2 separate regions of the Triticum aestivum genome follow, and region 1 is linked to region 2. The links are chromatin contacts, called in public Hi-C maps. All regions are on one chromosome and are shown on one strand. The core of a region is the stretch at or near the end of the contact, and the rest is flanking DNA. Distances in the headings are between cores, read along the strand shown.

Region 1 (6,303 bases), core at 3,253-5,752, 310 kb before region 2:
TGGCATTCAGGACGAATCAAATCACCCTAACAACTCAACCAATTTGACGACGAAAATATGTATATGCCATAGAATCGTACTCCAGTAAATACTGTAATAGCCTCATCATTTTTACTGCCGTCGTTGGGATATGACTCGCGCCATCTCTGCCATACTCCCCTCACACTGAATTTTGGCAAAAATTCGACCTGTAATCAGAGAAAATGTGTTACTAACTTACCATGAAAGCAACTCCACAGATGTGCTAGAAACAATTAATCTTACGTGGCTAAAGAACAAATAAATAGACACATTAAGTGACCAGAAAATAGTTCCAAGAGCTACAAAAGATGACAGAAAATAAATCCAAGAGCTACAGAAGATGGTTCACCTAAACCAAACCATAATACCTATTGATCAAACAAACCATTGTAGATTCCTAGATAAAGCATTTTACGTAATACAACAAGTAAATGAGGGTACTTACCACTGATCCTGAATAGAGAGGCGCAAATAGAGCATTGAAAAGACCATGCACATGTAATCGAAGTTAAGGACCTCATAAAATTGACAAAGCAGAATGGTTCCTCCAAATATAATAATCAGAAGTAAGGGTGTGAAAGCTGTCTAATTGCAATCAGACATTGTGAGTTAGATGAGGTTCTAACTACTATTCTAGTGCGTGTGCTTGGCATTTTAAACCTGAAAAAAAGGCGTGATGACTACAGTATGGGAAAGCTTAACTAGTTAACTGAAGATATGAACCATTTCCCAAGGAAGAAAAGTAGGAGATATCATCCAAACATGTATCTGTATAGCTGAATACTTGAATAAATAACAAAAGAAGGTTCTTGTTTGGAAATCATGCGAATTGATATGTACGTGTAGAATATGGTCCAAGATCCTTATATATTATTTAGTATTAGCATTTGTTGTGGATATGGTGCAGTGGAAGACAGTGGAGAAACTGATCTTCACTTTGATATCCCCATGCCTCTGTCAGAATTTGAACCTGCGAAACCAGTAAATAAAATGGTATGTATATTAAAGACTCACAGACCAGTTCAAATAAATAAAAGGATCATGAAAAGAGTGCGGAAATATCAATAATAGGCTCATAGCAACAGCAAAGTAACCAAAAGTGTTAATTTCAATTAGAATGTTTCTAAAACTGTACGATAGATCTACTTAAAGATGATAAAATGCACCTGAGAAAGTATCCCCTCATGAGTGTGGACTACTCCTTTCGGTTTACCAGTTGTGCCACTTGTGTAAAGGATAAGAGCAGGATCATCTCCTGCATAACAAAATTCCAGCATAATTAGGTTTATAGCAGGAGGATACGACATATTTGGAAAATAATATTAACTGTTGAACATATGTTCATGGTTAACTGTTGAACATATGTTCATGATTAACTAGTGAACATACTCCACTAGTGAAACATCAGCGTAAAAGCAGCAACATAAATGAAATATAAATTTGCGGTAAAATAAACATTAGTAATCACCTTTAATTTTCTTTAAAGTGTCAATCTCAGCCATTAAGCTAGAAACTGATGAAGTCACTACACTACTTAAAGGCTCTTGGGCATCTATCTTCGGAGGTATACTTTCCACAGTTGGAAGAAGAGAATAACGAGTGGAACATTTGGTAGAGATGCTTTCCATAATGCCATGATGCTCTTTTGTGCTTAACACCATAGAAATGTCCTGTAAGTTACGGAAGTTAGAAACAAAGACACATCGGATAGTCCATTGTACTGTAAACATATGTGCGTATACAACAAATTTTTAAATCTAGATATGCTACAAGATGTCTAGGCTCTAGACAGCCCCTCTATGGTGCATTTAAGGAACACCCCTTGCTACATGACCTTCTGTAACTTTTATTTCTAAATTCAACCCTTGCTGACAACAGCAATGTGAAAAATAATACATAATATCCCACTAGAAAATAAAAATGTTTCATACTTAAGCTGATATATTAAAGAGGGGGGGGGGGATACTGCAATAAATTTGGAACAAACCGAGTCATTCATGACATGCAGAAGTTCAACTTCAGGATAGCTAAGTGCAAGGGGTACTGCAACTCCACCAGAAAGCCAGGTTCCAAATATCCCAGCAACAAATTCAGGAGAGGGTTTAGCCACGATGCCAATACGAGCACCGCAACCTTTTGCTCCATTGACAGAAGAATCTTTACCATCCTGAGCCATTAAAAAGAACAGTTTAACCGAGTTTTCTCTAAGGCATTATCAACATGCATCGGACAGTTAACAGAATGATAAGTTAACCAAAGCTCAGTCGACTTATATATCTTGGTCATAACAAAATTGAATGGTGAACTACCATATTTTTGGGAAGTAAAGGTGGAAGCATAAAAAGAGTAATGACTGCACATGTCCTTCATTAACATAACTGGAGTTTGACTAGAGCTACTAAAAAAACTCGGCTGCACTTTGTAAAGGCTAACTTGTGCAGTCCAGTCATCTTTTTATGGAAATGATAGGGAAGAACCCTATTGAACACTTGTGCAACTTTTGTGACGCCTTCTAGCAAACATGCAAGGATAAGGCAGGGCAGACTAATAGCTTAAGTAGTTATACCCTCCCAGTCTCAGACCCGCACCCTAACCAAAATGATTGTCCTTTTGTATTAGAAGAGGAATGACCAGAAGTCCAGAAGGCACTCAACCTACCAAGAGTGGTTCAGCTAAATCATAAAGTTTGAAGTTGCACTTTTTGGGGAGCTTGAACTTGCATATTATCACGTCAACCCAATTAGTTGAAAATTTCAGTCCCAGCCTTACGAAAAAAGTTATAACAACAAAAGGAGAAGGGAAACTAATAAACTATCAATTTCAGGACCTAGAAATAAGGTCAGGATAGTCATCCTAATCACCTCATGGCTAACGGACATCTCAAGTGAATATACACAAAAAACTACGATATGGAAAAAGGATTGGTGGTACATGTTTTCTGCACAAAATATTGTGGACATCCAGTGCAGACGAAATAAGCTGGACAAGGCTGTAACTCTTCTGGTCAGCTCTTATAGCCGCACGGGCACCATGTGCAGAGCCATGCTTATAGACTTCTCGAACAACCTCCATAAACGTACGAGAACTCTGTCTGGTGCTGTCAACTGAGGCACAAGCAAGATAATAGAAACATCAGGAAAAAAAACTAAATGGAAAATGTAGTCCTATGCTTCAAACTATAACCAGATATTGAGATGAATGATCAACTGCCTTTGCGTGCCATAGAAAGCAGTAAGCAGTAGTTGGTTTGAAAGCAAATGGGAATAGAGAGCCCAATAGTCCTAGCCGACTACCACAGTACCAAAATAAACCTGATCCCTGTGGCCACTTCTTTGAGAAGTATGCTTACAAACCACAATGCAACATCCAGTTTGACCACACACACAAGAGTAACTATGAACTGCTGCATTGCCAAAGTCATTCTGGAAGCGGCACGGCTGCACAATTATAACTAGTTCACTACTCCCTATGATTTACCATGCAAGTCGTTTAGCCTCTCCAGCTCTTATCAAAATGTAAGTGCAATGCATTTTTGCTCATGTTGTCCTATTTAGCCCCTCGTCGTTTCATCAATAATTGGCCCTCCAAACTGTAGTAATGGGAGCAGTACTAGCTTAACAGTTAATGCTGCATAGTTCTAGAGAGAACGTGACATCACGAGGCCCAAGAGGCAGGTTCTGAATCCATTAGGACTATTAATCCGTGCTACCATCGCAAGGGCTCCAGTGATCATTTTGTTTTCTTTAGAGAAACAGCTCGAGTGATCACTGATGAGCATATCCTACTCGAATTCGGGCAGATGTACACCGAATTCCTTGTGGAAGCATCAAAATTAGAACGCGGACGCCTGAAGGGACCACCCCGTGAATCGGCGGCTACTGCTACTACTCTCCCCTCTCTGCGCCGGCATCCAGTGAAGCTGAACAGCGGACACCTTCAGCTCCGACAAATCAGAGCAGGGAAGAGTGGCGCACGGATCAGCTTCAGCGCGGAGCGAGCGATGCTAAGCCAGAGCAACGCGACGGCGAGGGACCGCCGACGGCAATTCAAGACAGCCGGACGGCGCGCGGGGTTGAGGCAAAAGGACGAACACCTTGTGCGAAGGCGAAGCAGAAGGAGGGCTGGGAGGGAAAAGGAGCGACGGACGGAGGGGCTGACCTGAGGCTGGCGAGGTGGAGGAGTCCGAGGCGAATTGGCGTCGGAGGCGAGAGGGGAGGAGGCTATAAGAGGAGGAGCGGAGCAGCAGCAGCCGCGGCAGCAGCAGGTGGGGGGAGGAGGCGTGGGCCGTGGGGCAATTGAATGGCGTCATCAAGCGCGCCACCGCCCCCCCGCGCGCCCACGCCTGCGCGCGCATTTACGGGCTGCCCCGGTAGGTGGGGGACTGGGGGTGGAGTGGTGCTGGCCGTGGGGAGGATGCGTCCTACGAGGTTGCTCGTGCCAAGCGGGGAGGGGGCCGCACGCCGCGTAGCTGGTACTGGTGCCGCTCGCGGGTTTCTCCGGTGTGGAGTTGGTTTGGTGCGGCTGGCTGGTCCGCTTGATCGGCTCCGTCGGGGGGTCACACTGACTCCAGGTACCTGGGCGACATCGACATCGTTGTACTGCTTCCGTGCACGACTGCAGCGCTGATGGATGATGTGGGTTGCGCCACGAACAGCACAGGTCGTATATGATGGACAAGGGAGTACTGTGCAATAGAACACGGAAGCAATCATGAGTGTGCAAAAATAGAAAAGGCAGTTTCAGTCGTTGGATTTAGCATGGATTTCCCAGATTAGCCGAGGTGATGGAAGCTTCATGTTCATTTTGCGAACCCCCTTCGCTAATACTCCCTCGGTCCTGAATTACTTGTCGGAGAAATGGATAGTGCGGCAAGTAATTCCGGACGGAGGGAGCAGCTATATACAGATAGATCCTTTCACTATGTGGTTGAGGTTGACTCTTTTTTTTAGAGAGAGATGATTGACTGACTTAAATTGGGTGATTTAAAATCATTAGGCCATCTGAAGGGCTGGCTCACACATCAGTGACCCAAAGTCACATGACTTACGTCAGAAGATCAGCGCCTCTTTCATGTGTCTCATGTTGAGTCTGAAACATACATGCGAGAACCGACAACTAAGGTTTTTTTTCTTTTTTGCAGACTAAGACATATGTTTTCTTCGTGGTCTTTCTTTGATGGACAGGAGGAAGCGTGCACGCTGATGCGCCATGTGTTCTGACCTAAAATTGGCGTTCAAATGTTTAGTATTTCAATCTCTTTCGCGCGAGGCAAATCCAAGTGCAAGAAAAGAAAAGGACAAAGGTCAAAACCTGCAAAATGATAAGAGTTGTAAAGTGGACGGTTTTAGCAAAAATACGAAGATGAATATGGGTACTTACATCACGTGAATAGTAAATTTACAAAAAAAATACTAGGAAAATTAAAAAAAATGGGGTATCAAACTTTGCAAACCATTTTACTCACGTGTGAAGTTTAGTGAAGTATTGACACACATATTATTCTTAGGGCATCTTCAACGGCGGCCCGCAAATTTCCTCCCGCATCCATCCGTGGACAGGGGGACTAGTCCGTGGACACAAATGCGGGAGGCCGCCATCCAACACTGCCCGAATACATTTCAACCCACATTTGAACTAATCGGACGAAATTCATGCAAACCGGCCGATATTCATCAAAGTTCGGATAGAAAATATCACAAATCATCCATACATAGCATGCAAAATTAAGTCTAGTATAATAATGTCTCAAATTTGACTAGATTAACCGGATGTCCAACAAGTTTTTCATCAACGGATCATGCCCTCCCACACATGCTCCCCATTCAGCTTCATACAACAGTGTGTGTACATAAATGGTCGGTCTCTGTCTTGTGGTACATCACGGCAGCGCGTGCGGGCTACAGAATGTGCACGTCAACATTGAGTGAACGAATCAATCAACAAGTTGAGCAAGAGGAAACAATACTTACGATCTCATCATCTGCTACGTGCAATGGCCACCTTGCCTCTAGTTGACGAACCATGTTACATAACTTGGCGACGCTGGTATGAATAGCATACCGGCGATACGATGATGACCTCACATTACGTTGTTAAATGATATATATGCCGTAGAGCGTAATGTGTTTTCGTGCGTGAAACAATTCATGCACTTGCTATCAGAAGGTCCTCCCTCTGCTCCTATCTACGAAATCTGCAGATACGACCAACCACGCATCGCACAACAAATGACATAGCGTTCGAAAATAAGCTCAATGACATTTGACCGAACACCTGCCGAGT
Region 2 (5,808 bases), core at 2,208-4,707:
AGAACAATCTCCGCAGGGCTTCGCCAAGCACAACGGAAGTTATGACGGAGGATAAACTAGAGGGAACGGGATTGCCGGCACACGACTTGGTGATTCTTGATGTGTATTGGGTGCTAGCCCTGCCCCTCTATTTATATGTTGAGCCCTGGGGTCGAAACTTGGAGTAAAAGCCTCCTCAAAGTTGGTTTTGCCCGAAAGGCAAGAGTCCTACTCGGACTCCAGGGCTAGACGCCAGGGTTCCCGGCGTCTACCCCGTAGACGCCAGGGTTCCTGGCGTCTAGCCTCCGCAAAACTTCCTTTTGCACTTTCCAAAAGCCTCGTGGGCTTTTCCCTTTGGCCCAAATAAAGTGTTCTCGTACCCAAACATTTCGGGAGACATCCGGAACCCCTTCCGGTGAATTCCGGAACCCTTCCGGAGATCAAACACTACTATCCCATATATCAAACTTTACCTCCGGACCATTCCGGAGCTCCTCGTCATGTCCATGATCTCATCAGGGACTCCGAACAACATTCGGTTACCAACATACATAACTCATATAATACTATATCGTCAACGAACGTTAAGCGTGCGGACCCTACGGGTTCGAGAACTATGTAGACATGACCGAGACACCTCTCTGGTCAATAACCAATAGCGGAACCTGGATGCCCATATTGGTTCCTACATATTCTACGAAGATCTTTATCGGTCGAACCTTATGACAACATACGTTATTCCCTTTGTCATCGGTATGTTACTTGCCCGAGTTTCGATCGTCGGTATCCTCATACCTAGTTCAATCTCGTTACCGACAAGTCTCTTTACCCGTTCCGTAATGCATCATCCCGTAACTAACTCATGAGTCACATTGCTTGCAAGGCTCATTATGATGTGCATTACCGAGAGGGCCCAGAGATACCTCTCCGATACTCGGAGTGACAAATCCTAATCTCGATCTATGCCAACCCAACAAAACACCTTCGGAGATACCTGCAGAGCATCTTTATAATCACCCTTTTATGTTGTGACGTTTCATAGCACACAAGGTATTCCTCCGGTATTCGGGAGTTGCATAATCTCATAGTCAAATGAACACGTATAAGTCATGAAGAAAGCAATAGCAATAAAACTTAACGATCATTATGCTAAGCTAACGGATGGGTCTTGTCCATCACATCATTCTCCTAATGATGTGATCCCGTTTATCAAATGACAACACATGTCTATGGTTAGAAAACTTAACCATCTTTGATTAACGAGCTTATCTAGTAGAGGCTTACTAGGGACACTGTCTTGTCTATGCATCCACACACATGTATCAAGTTTCTGGTTAATATACTTCTAGCATGAATAATAGATATTTATCATGATATAAGGAAATATTAATAACAACTTTATTATTGCCTCTAGGGCATATTTCCTTCAGGTCGCTCAACAATCTTCTCACAATCAAACGAAGCAGCCACCGGACAACGCCGGTGCGGGGTGGCTATTTATAGCCGCAACCTTCCCTGGTGGGAAATGACCATTTTGGACACGCGCCAATGGCCAACCGACACGTTCACAACGGGCGGATTTCAGGAGCAACGGTAACATTACTTGAGGACCAAGTAATGCTAACTCCTCGGTCAGAGACAATTCTCTCGCAGGGAAGAAGATCACAGTCTCTTGCTGGCAAGTATTTGCTCGGAACACAAAGAGATTTCGCTCGCAACTTTCATAGGATTTGGGTTTAGCATCAGAGAATCAAAGCTTCGAACGCTACACCTCTCTTAGTAGTACGGTGGTCCTATGACTCAATAAAGAGAAGAGAAACAACGAAATAAATGTTACGTCTTCACTTCGTCTTCAATCTTCTCGGTCGCAGTCACTTCCTTTGGATGAGCACCGAACCAAGCAATTTTTGAGGGGTCACTCTTGTTATCATAATCTTCGGTGATAATCTTCACTGCCACGCAGGGGATTATCTTCGTCGTTTGAATCAAACTCCTCGTGACTCCAGGGACCTGTTACTCTGTGTGCACTAGCAAACACATAAGTCCCATACTGTTTATGTCAACAAACTCCAAAACGTAAGGAGGCAAATTATTGCACCAACACAAAGTCATCATTCAACGCGCTTGGAATAGACCGCAAAGGAAAAAAAGAGGGGCATTGAGCAATTAAATACTTGATGCCATATTCCGTTACCGCTAGTGTTCCGGCGTCGTTGAAAAAAAGAGGAGCATTGAGTAGTAGTTAGTAGCGCCCCTCCTTTGAAAACTTAATGCCATATTCCGTTACCGCTAGTGTTCGGGTGCCGTTTTATCTTTTTGGAGTAAAGGTTGATTATATGCTATATAAAAAGTTAAACGGTGTGTATTGGGGATATTGGCTTCCAGGTCATCGCAAACGCTACAATGACAACAAAAGTTCAATAGTCAAGCAACACATGACCACAACAACACCAATCTTCGCTTTATAAGGAAAAACCAAACTAGACTAGACGGTCACCATCCACACTAACGTCAATATCTTGAAACGACATATCAAGTGCAACGTAGACACATACACTCACACGATATATACCTGGGGCGGCGCCAGAGGCATTCTTTGGTATTCACATGAATACCGCGGGTTTTGCTGATCTGTGGATATGTTGTCGCTAGCTTGGTGTATACCTGGTGTACATTGCTATTGCCCCGCCACCGATGATGAAATAAAAAGAAGGAAATTTCTATATATATTTATATATATATAAATAAACTCACTACAAACTATAGTTATAGAGGTTCGAGATGTTGTGACCCTGTTGCAAACACACTGCCTCCACTATAAAAAAATTCATCACGGCCAGGACTGTAATGTTTAATTCCTTGTAGACAAAGCCTGACGGAAAACGGCAATTTCCTGCTCTGAGCACCAACGAAATACGGTGCCCATCTCACGGACTCCACTAAACCCTAGTATGAATGGAACTTTCTCAAAAGCCCTCACCAGATGCTCACTGTAATACATGCTGTACGCTACAACTACCTAACTACAGAAGCTGACATGCGGGGCACAGACCCAACCGACTCTATGTGTCATAGAGCCAGACCGGCGCACGGCGCGTCCAAGCGTCTCCCCCGGAGTGCAAACTCCCCGTAAACGACAGGACCGATCCACACCAGGCGATGGCGACGGCACCGCCGTCCGCCGCAAGCCAACCCGGCATCCACCCACGTCACTCCGCCCACTGACTGCCCCGCCCCACCGGAAACGGCCCACACGTCGGGCGCGAGGGGGGACGGCGCAGGACGCGTGCGCGACGAGCCGGATTCCCGCAGCCCCCGTCCAATCGCACGGCGAGCGGGCCAAACAACCTCACGCCTATGAATTCGAGCCGCAGGATGCGCGCACGCGGCGCCCCGCCGTCCGATCCGGCCTCGCCGCGGGGATCCGGCCGTAGAATATGAATTTGATTTCGAAAGCTAGGAGTGGGAGACAAAGAAAGGACGAGGACGGGCAAGGGAAGGGAAGAGAGAGAAAGGGCGGAAGCAGCAGCTGCAAGAGGGAAAATCCTCTAATCCCCCCACCCCGGCCCTCCCGAAATCCGCCATTCGCCGCCCCTCCCGCACGCACGCACGCGCCGGAGCGCGCGGCAATCCGGGCCCGTCCTCGGCGCCCCGCCCCCGCCTGATCTGGAGCCGCCGGCCGCGATCTCGCCGCGGCCGCGCCGGATTGGGCGGCCGTTTCCAGCGGAGGCCGGGCCGTTTTTGATCTGCTAGCTCCCCGGGCTGAGCGGATAGATGGCGGGGAAGGAGCAGGCCGGCGCGGGCGCGGGCGGGGCCGGGAGCGGCCCCCCGCCGCGAGTGCCAGTGCCCGCGGTTTCCACGCAGCCGCCGATTAAGAAGCTGGTCAGGCAGCTCGACTTCAACTACGGGAACCCCGCCATGGCGGCCGCCGCCGCCGCCGCTTCCCGGACGGTGCAGCCGAGGGCGCTGCAGGTCGGGTACCCGCAGCCGCACCAGCTGAGGGCCGCGCTGCCCATGGGGGTGCCACATCAGCTGCAGCCGCGGGGGCTGCCCGTGATGCGGCCGCATCAGATGGTGCATGCGCCGCTGCCGCGGCCGGCACTGCCGATGGCGATGCCCGTGCCCGTGCCGCAGGCTCGGTCGGCCCTGCCGCAGCCCGTACAGCGCCCGCCGGTCGCCGTTCCCTTGTGAGCGCCTCCCTTTTCAAGATTTATTACGTCTTGCGTCAAGTTTTGAATTTTTTTGCTTCTCGGTCTTGCACTTCCGGGGCTCTGTTGTATCGAGGGTATGGAGGGGCACGACAGGCTCTTGGCTACGATGAATTCGTTTCTTTTCTCTGGATTCACATCCTTGGGTGTCATGTAGTCCTTTTTTAAGCATGTAACCCAAGTTTGAAAACTTGGTTCCCAAATTTTACTTTGCACTTGTGTTTCCTTGTAACAAAGATGCCTGCTTGTATTAGATGGATGCTTTTTAACTGACATTTATTATAGTTAATTGTAGCATACTCCCTCCGTCTGAAAATACTTGTCATCAAAATGGATAAAACGAGATGTATTTAGAACAAAAATACGTCTAGATACATCATCTTTTATCCATTTTGATGACAAGTATTTCTGGACGGAGGGAGTACATCCTAATGGCCTCTGACAATCCTAATTGATACGTATAATTTAAAAATATTCATTTTTGTAATTTTCCATATCGCTGTTCTTTTGTTTTTAGGAAGCCAGAGTCACCAAAACCACGTGGACGGCTGTATGATGGGAAAGATGGCACACCTACGAAGAAGAAGTGCTGCAATTGTCGGCACTCCAAATGTTTGAAGCTGTAAGTCAAGACTTGTTGTGTCTTAGCTTGACAGGAGGTCAATATTATGATGTGATTCTTGCCAATGAAGACATTACTTTCTTTCGTAGGAATGTAACGATTCCTTCACGTACTTCTTCTAGAAGTCACCAAATGTTTGAAATTCCCTCCAGAATGACCCTTTTATGGATAGAGTTGGATCCAGTAAAATGTATCTGATTCTGTAGATATACAAGGAAATACACACAAGGCCACTGTCTTGCCTGTTGACTGTTTTTATTTTACTTTTTGCCCATAGAAATCTTATAAGAACTAATGTAAGGATTGTGGAACTTTTTGAAAAAAAAGCTGGATGATAATGGCATATTGTTGCTAAGCTTCACAAATAACATCAGTGATGAGACAGAATATCTGATCTTATGGTGTGAGTAATGTTTTGTCTTAAGTAGTCAACTTGTAGCTAGTGAAATAATGTTGTTACTTTAAAGGAGCTGACATAACAACTTCGTGACTAGTCAAGACAGTTATGAAGCATTATACATCTTGAGTTGGATCACTTATGCTTCAGGGGTGGCTGTGTCATTTAAAGTTTCTTTATGAGCTTTGTCAAAATAAGATTAGTGTCTGAAATGAGTATTTGTGTAATTTGTTGGAAATGGAACCTATTTTTTTTATGTTATCCATTCTGTTCGAATCATGTACATGTAGTTTAGATGGATTGTGACAATGAAGAGCAATTGAAAGAGTATCCTACTAACATTCATAAGTTTTGTAAAACCCTAAAGTTTCTGCTTCTACCTACACTTTCTAAAAAAGCACAAATGATATGCTTTGATGGTTCACTACTTCTGTTTCCATTTTAATGTTCATTTCAGTTTGAAGTCTCTGCATACTGCTATTTGATCCTATCAATCTGAATTTTATGGTTTTCTATGCGTAGGTACTGTGAATGTTTTGCATCTGGTATTTATTGTGATGGATGCAACTGCACCAATTGTTTTAATAATGTTGAGAATGAGG

What was found. A called contact is a pair of places that touch in the nucleus more often than the background predicts.
Region 1: a Hi-C map of leaf shows a contact between it and region 2, with 4 times the contacts expected there. The contact joins the promoter of LOC123079242 here to the promoter of LOC123079240 in region 2. A contact is called at or near these places in 2 of 5 Hi-C or Micro-C datasets (both in leaf).

Annotation. Positions count from the first base shown.
Region 1 is chr3D:412,152,264-412,158,566 of IWGSC CS RefSeq v2.1, reverse strand. LOC123079242 (probable CoA ligase CCL8) reads right to left here and starts at 4,502. Exons shown (of 17, transcript XM_044501972.1): 1 at 4,180-4,502; 2 at 2,953-3,125; 3 at 2,009-2,188; 4 at 1,490-1,691; 5 at 1,188-1,276; 6 at 922-991; 7 at 467-519; 8 at 81-188. The coding sequence starts at 4,375.
Region 2 is chr3D:411,845,763-411,851,570 of IWGSC CS RefSeq v2.1, reverse strand. LOC123079240 (protein tesmin/TSO1-like CXC 5) reads left to right here and starts at 3,457. Exons shown (of 8, transcript XM_044501969.1): 1 at 3,457-4,166; 2 at 4,705-4,809; 3 at 5,729-5,808. The coding sequence starts at 3,754.